Linked DNA regions of Gossypium hirsutum: region 2 is linked to region 1. The links are chromatin contacts, called in public Hi-C maps. All regions are on one chromosome and are shown on one strand. Each heading gives the region's core, a stretch centred on a gene start, on an enhancer-like site or on the middle of the called end of the contact. The rest is flanking DNA. Distances are from core to core; before and after follow the strand shown. Region 1 holds the start of LOC107895515 (IST1-like protein). Region 2 holds the start of LOC107895614 (NEP1-interacting protein 1).

Region 1 (3,798 bases), core at 1,244-3,743:
ATGGGAATGGATATTCAAATCTTATATTTTATATGGTTATGATTTAAGTCCTTATTTCATTTAAGTAATTTCATTATAATACCTTATTTTATTGATATCTTTATATTTAATCTCATTTTTATTATTTATTTTAGTTTTGATTCAAAATTTTTATTTTTATTTTAATATTTAAGATAACTTGAGTTTTAACTTTTGGATTTTAATTGTGTTATTAATTTATTATTTTAAATTTTAAATTTAAATTCTTTAATTTTTGTATGTAGTTTTAAAGTTAAAATTTTAATAGAAAATTTAATTTGATAATGAATTTTAATAGAAAATTTTTATATTTATATCATGAATATTATTCTTCTCAATATTTTGATAATGAATTTTAAGCTTTTTATATAATTTTTTATGACCTTTATAATATTTTATTTTTTTTTAAAATTTTATGACCTTTAATGGCGTTTTTTGTGACACTTGTAAAAATTCCGCTAAAGACATTAAAAAACGCCGCTAAAAGTCAATTTTGCTGCAGTGAAAGGAAAGAAATTGATCACAGAGTTGAAGCAAATGGGAAACAAACTTGGAGCATCACCACTCCTCCTGGACCAGCACCAGGACGAGGAGCAGTATCATCATTTCTCAGCTGTGATTCGAGTCCTAACACAAGTTAATGCAATCAGTGCTTCAATCTTGCAATTATTTTTCTCATTTTTGTCATCAACAGTTTCCTCAAAGCAAACAAGATGGTCTGTGGTGTCAAAGTTGATGATGCACAAGGGGGTAATATCGTGTGAAGAGAATGTAAATGAATTGGAAAGCGTGGATGCTGCACTTCGCAGACATACTTGCGATGTTGAGAAGTTGCAGATGGCTCATAAAAGATTGGTGGAGTTGGAAAGTGGGATTGAAGGCCTAGAGAATCGTTTGGAATGCGTGTTTAGGCAGTTGATCAAAGCAAGGACCTCTCTCCTGAACATCATCTCTCAATAGTGATTTCCCAATTCTATTTGTTGTGCCGAGGCATCCAAATTTTAGAGGACATGCCTCGGATATTTTATTTATTTATATAAACTCCAACCAATTGTACATTACACAAAAATTATTGTTATAGAATGAAATATCATGTGTTTTATCTTCTGCTGATATTGAGATTTAATAGTTTCTCCCCCAGTTTTGGTATTTGAGACCTTGTAAATTTCTCTTTTTCCAATTTTTCTTAGACTTCAGAAATGATATATGGGAGAAAGTGATAAGACGAAAGGATTAGAGACTGCGGAGCAGATCTCTCAAACTTATGTTCATAACTCCAACTAATCTGATATAACTATATTATGTATGGTTCTTGTGGATTATTCCATCCATCCTCTCCATTTGAGTCATCAGCTTTTTGGATTACATTTAGTCTAAACTAATCAATTTCTTAAAGTTTCCATCCATTTCTATTTTTAGTAATGACGTGTCTAACGAAGCAACCGGATAATTACACGTGGTGTACTAGGCGTACCTCATTCTGGTCTGATACATTTTGCCACATTATTAAATATTTAAAAATTAAAAAATCTCCAAACTAAATAATTTTTAATAATCCTCAACAACCATTTGTCTAAGTTTATTTTAAAGTTATTTCTTAAATAATTATAGAAAATTAGTTAACATTTATTAACGATTATAAGAAATTAATAAAATAGAACTTATCAACTTGATTAACTAAAAATATCAATTGGATTAAAAAGATATCTGTGTATATTATATATGGGTATGTTTGATTTCTTTAAACATGCATGTATATATGAATTTTAAAAAATTTAATCATTATTTATAATTATTAAATAATTTTAAATATATTTTTATATTTTTTATAATTATTTAAAAAATCACTTTAGAGTGAACTTTGATGATTATTTGTTTAAATTTGTTTTAAATTTTTTTTAAAGTAAATTTTTAAAAAATTTAAAAGTTTTTATAGTTTTGAAGTAATTTTATATTTTTTTGGAGAATTGTGTCCATGATACTTTTATGAAGCTTAACCCATGCCTTTTATATGAGTGGAACAGAAACTCAACCAAATCAATTAAAGATATGATTCATTATCATAGAGAATTGTTTAACTTCAAACAAAAAACATCTTAATTCTTTTAACATTTGACAAACCACATTTTTCCACCTCATCAAGTTCCCAGTGTTATTTTTGTAAATTAAAAAAAAAGCTATTTCATTAAAATATATTTGAAGAAGAAAGAAATAAAAACTTCCAATTCTTCTTGTTCGGTTTATTAGAAAATTTATATAAATAAAAAAAGTGAGTGAAGGCCCAGTAACATTCAAAATTAAAAATCCATTTGACATTGGAAAATGGGCTTCTTTGATCCAAATTGAAGCCCAAAAAGCTGATAGGATCCCCATCGGATTCTTCCCACGTATCAAATCACATAACGGTTACATTGGTCGCTGTAGAAGAAAGTGGGACCCAGACAATGAAAAGGATTTAAGTATTGCTGAAAATACAGTGTATCCCAATGCCTTTTTTGCCAATCCAACCGTTACAAATAGACACTCTTCTTCTTCTTCTTTTCTTAGATCCTCTGCAAGGCCAAGGGTGCAAGCCATGACGGTCGCGGCTGCCGCCACTGCACATTCCAAGAAGCTCATGAAGCTTACGCTCTCTCTCTTCGGCAATGGCTTCAACTCCTCCAAATGGTACCCTCCATTTTCCTTAAAAACCAAAAAAAAAAGAGTATTTTTTTTTCAATTCTGGGTTTCCATTTCTTTACTTTTGTTTCGTTTCTCTTGTTATTTATCCAGCAAAACGGCTGCCAAAATGGCGGTTGCAAGGATAAAGCTACTCAGGAACAAGAGACAAGTAGTGCTGAAACAAATGAGGCGTGACATCGCCTTGCTTCTTCAGTCTGGTCAAGATGCCACCGCCCGCATTCGAGTATTCATTTTGCGTTACTGTTTAGTTCACCATTAGTAGCATTACACCATCATATATATAGATTTAAAAGTCCTCCTGTTTATCTTTGTCTGTTTTGCTTCTTATATTGGGAATGGATGTTTAGGTTGAACATGTCATGAGAGAACAAAATGTTTTAGCTGCAAATGAGTTCATTGAGCTCTTTTGTGAGTTAGTGGTAGCCAGGCTTTCCATCATCAAGAAGCGTAGGTGAGGCAGCCTGATGACACCATGGGTACTTTCTATAGATTTTCTCTTTACATAAAATAAAATGTTACTAAAGCAGTCCAACTATTACAGGGAATGCCCTGCTGATCTGAAAGAAGGAATTGCTAGTTTGATATTTGCGGCCCCAAGATGTGCTGAGATTCCAGAGCTAATAGAAATTAGAAACATTTTTGAGAAGAAATACGGAAGAGATTTTGTAGCTGCTGCCACTGATCTGCGGCCCAACTGCGGTGTTAATCGCTTGGTTAGCTTTCTCTTTTATCATGATTGCTCCATTGTAGGATATCAAATTTAGCTTGCTGTTGAGATTACTGACATTGCCTTTGCTTGTCTCTGTTCCTACAGCTGATTGACAAGCTCTCAGTTAAAACTCCTACAGGTGAAGCAAAATTGAAAGTCATGAAGGAAATAGCTAAGGATCACAACATAGAATGGGATACAACTGAATCAGAAAAGGAGCTGCTCAAGCCTCCTGAAGAGCTTATTGTTAGTTCACAAGTCCATTCATTCTAAGCTCATTTCTTTGTCGTTCTAATATAAACTAATGTGCTTTTCTAATTGATTAGGAGGGGCCACGTACATTCGTTAGTGCAACCAGCTTACCTGTGAAACCTGCTACAAATCATTGT
Region 2 (3,925 bases), core at 658-3,157, 260 kb after region 1:
GATAATAACAATTAAATTTACATTTTAAATTAAAAAAAAATAGAGGTCATTTCAATATACACCTAAAATTGAATTTCAAAGGTGATGATGATGTAATGGGACTGTTAAATTGAAACTTAGAAGGATGAATATAATCTAAAATCGTGTGTGGAAGAGGAAGGGTGATGCATGCGACGGTTGTGATTTAGATGTTGCATCATTTTTATTTTCTTCCATCAATGCCATCATCATCTTAACTTGAAAGGCATGCAACACTTTAGTTGGTTTCTTTTGATTTTCGCCTACCTTTTATTTTTTTAAAATAATTAATTTTAACATTTCTTCCTTTTTCCTTCTTTGATAAACGAATGAGATATTTTCCCTCCCACTTGTATGTCTGTTTTTGTTTTTGTTTTCTTTTGGGACTTTGCATTGGCTCCAACGTAACTCATTGGGAGCTTATGACCGTTACCATTGGAGTGCAAGTAACAAGAATTACATGCATATATATATATATATATATGCTTATTCAATGATTGGGTTATACGTAGAAGCTCAAATTTTTGTTTTTGAGCAAAAAATAATTTTTTTCTGTTAAATTAGTCATATATATATATAAAGTTTATTGGCTAAATATGTCGATTTTTTTTTTTTAAAAGTGAGAAATTGCATCTAGTTAAGAAATTGAACTTGAGTATAAAGAATGAAATTATTATTATTTAACCGTTTAACCAAATAAGTTAATATGTTAAAAACATTAATTAAAAATATAAAAAACTTTTAAAAAAAAGAAAAAAAATATAAATGTAGGTGGGAGAAGAATCAAACTTGAAACTTAATGAATAACATTTAATCATTTCACCAAAGAATTTGATTATATTAAAAAAGTTAAAAAAATGTAACTTAAAGGTAAAACACGTCCAGTTGGAGCGTTTTTTTACTTTCTCTCAAAAAACAGTCTATTTCCCTAAATTTTCAAAATATCAACTTATTTAGTTAAAGAAATTTTTTTTTGACATATATGACTTATTTAGCTTCTGTTTTCAAACTTGACTCCACATTTAAGACTTGAGTTTTATTTATTTTTTAAAAATTATGTCATATTATTTTATTTTATATATATAATATATTTTATATCACATAAAAAATAAAAATTTATAAAAATATATAATACTATGATATAAACAATATACTAATTTGTTTATATGTAAAGTTTTAAATATATATATATTAAAATGTGAAATATTAAATTAAAATTATTTTTTTTTGTAAATTTTGTTTTTTTCTTTCCCTAAATATAAATAGACCTATATGTTAATATGAGCCTCAATCCGACCACATCCATACATAGAAAGGAAATATGCTGATAGACTCGGATAAATAATCTATCATTTAAGCAAAGGGAAAAGAAAGGAAGCATCCCTTCCCCTTTAATTCCCGGCTCTTTTCAAGTATATAATATTAATCGGCAAAAGAAAAGAAATACGACAATGGTTACAATATTAATGGTGACTTAAAAAGTGATTATTAGGTTAGTGGGAAAAAAAGTAATAATTGGGGATATTAGGAAAATCATAGTCATCCAACCAAAAGCAAAAACAAAGAGAAGAAAAAGGGGAAGCTAGGAATCATGTTTAAAATGGTGGAAAAATTGCTAAATGTGGAGAGAGATGGGGTTATTTGAAGTTTGAAGGGATCCATGTCTTTTTTATTTGAGATAAGGGATCCATGTCTTAATAAAGAGTTGGCAAAACATCAAAAGCAAAGTAAAACCAATTGATATTTTTAAAAAAATGAGTGCTAATCATCCAAATTTTAAAGATGAAAATGGAGAGTGATTATGAGTTTTTACAATGAACATTTTAGACCATGAATATTTGAAGTCCACTTCATTTATGAGTTTTTGACAATGATCACTATTACAATTTAATAACTTTAATTTTATTTATGCATTTAAAACCCTTTTTTTCGTGTATTAAATAAAGATATTAAACTGCTTCACAGAGAGAGAGAGAATATCGTCTCTTTCATCCACAAGTCAGAAATTTTCATGTTCTCAAAAGAGAAAAACTGGAAGCGAGGGTCTAACAAAGAAATTAAGCTTTAAATGCGAGTTGGTTCATTTCCTTTCTCTTCTTATCTCTTAAGCACTAAGCCAGGGATTTAAATTGCGGTCGCGGTCGTGTTTTCGGTCGCATTGCGTTTATCGCGGTTGCGGACATAACGAATGCTATTGCGGTCATTGTAGGTATCGCGGTCGTAAATTTTACATTACTTATTGTGTATTGCAGATATAGTGGGTTTCGGCAGTAGCGGTTTCGGATGGTGCCGTTACCGCTATATAACGGCCGCTATTTCGATAACGGACCGCTATTTAAATCCCTGCACTAAGCATACATACCCTTTCTCTCTTCTTTTTCTTTAATTCCCTTATATATATATAAGCTTTCTTCGTTCTTAAATCCTGTACTTGTAGATCACCCATAACCGGTCTCATTTTCCAACAATCACCCAAATCCAAGGGAAGTGAAAAAAAAAAAGAGAGAAAAAGAATGGAATTTCATGAATACCAAATTCGTTTTTCGAGGCCTCCACCTTCCTTCTTTGGGGATTTCCTTGAAAAGCTTAAAGATTTTTGCAATTTCGCCTTTTCCGCCATTATTGGCAACATTTTCTCTGCGATCTTAACCTTCTTCTTTGCATTAGGTTCGTTTCTTTCTCTCGTCTCGAAGCGTTTCAATTTCTCGTTGTAGATCTAATTTATATGTAAATATTGTTTCATTCAAGCCATTTGATTATTGATCTATTCATGGCCTTTGATGTCGGTTTTGCAATAAATTGATATATATATATTACTTTGATGTTATTATTTCATGTTGCTGTTTTGTTGGATTGCGATACTATGAGAATATCTTGCGTGCAGACAAAGCAGTTTGGATTAATTTGTCTTACATTTATTTCTAAAATACACCTAGAATTAATGACTTTTTGTTTGGTTTCTTAGAATTAATGCTTGATACTAAGCTTAACCATCATGTACTCAAGTATTGGGAATGAGATTGACATTGTTTGTGTGCAGTGGGCACCCTGTTAGGTGCCATGACGGGGGCTTTGATAGGACAAGAGACCGAGAGTGGGTTCGTTCGAGGCGCCGCAGTTGGGCTATATCTGGAGCTGTTTTTTCAATCGAAGTTTTCGAATCTTCTCTTGTTCTTTGGCAATCAGATGAATCCGGGATCGGATGCTTGTTGTATTTGGTGAGCACTTTTGTTTATTCACCTGATTTTACAGTTTTGTTTTGGTTTGATTTGTGCTTTCTATGTCAATGAAAAGAGGGATATAAAACACAACTCTTGGACTTGGTTTATCTAAATTGATGAGTTTGTGATAAAATAATTTTGCAGATTGATGTCATTGCAAGCCTTCTAAGTGGGAGGCTTGTCCGAGAACGAATTGGTCCGGCGATGCTGAGTGCAGTCCAAAGTCAGGTAATATGCTGAGGAGTTTGGTTTGTGTGCCACAACTTGATGGTTCCATCAATCAGCCATTTGCTAATGATTTCAGTTTCTGTTATCAGATGGGAGCTTCTGAAACACCTTTTGAGGAGGTTCAGAACATCTTCGACACTGGTGGTGTTAAAGGATTGGCTGGAGATTTGGTTGAAAAAATCCCAAAGATCATAATCACTAAAAATAACAATGTCGATGCTTCTGGGGAGAAAGTCTCCTGTACAGTTTGCCTTCAGGTCCAACCATATATATTTTTTCGATTTTTGAACTAGTAACATCAAAGAAGCTTGTCTGGTTGACGTCTGGTGTTTCATTTTATCTTTATGCAGGACTTTCAGCTCGGAGAAACGGTTAGGAGCTTGCCGCAGTGCCATCACATGTTCCACCTTCCTTGCATAGATAAGTGGCTTGTTAGTCATGCTTCTTGTCCATTATGC

What was found. A called contact is a pair of places that touch in the nucleus more often than the background predicts.
Region 2: a contact with region 1 is called in a Hi-C map of leaf, with 1.6 times the contacts expected there. The contact joins the promoter of LOC107895614 here to the promoter of LOC107895515 in region 1. A contact is called at or near these places in 2 of 34 Hi-C or Micro-C datasets (both in leaf).

The regions. Positions count from the first base shown.
Region 1 is chrA11:23,858,668-23,862,465 of Gossypium_hirsutum_v2.1, forward strand. LOC107895515 (IST1-like protein) reads left to right here and starts at 2,494. Exons shown (of 7, transcript XM_016820784.2): 1 at 2,494-2,685; 2 at 2,791-2,923; 3 at 3,048-3,151; 4 at 3,242-3,413; 5 at 3,515-3,655; 6 at 3,736-3,798. The coding sequence starts at 2,594. It also overlaps a transcript of LOC107895481 not described here.
Region 2 is chrA11:24,122,134-24,126,058 of Gossypium_hirsutum_v2.1, forward strand. It overlaps LOC107895614 (NEP1-interacting protein 1), which reads left to right and starts at 1,908. Exons shown (of 6, transcript XM_041081411.1): 1 at 1,908-2,685; 2 at 3,059-3,139; 3 at 3,142-3,236; 4 at 3,384-3,467; 5 at 3,557-3,724; 6 at 3,818-3,925. The coding sequence starts at 2,532.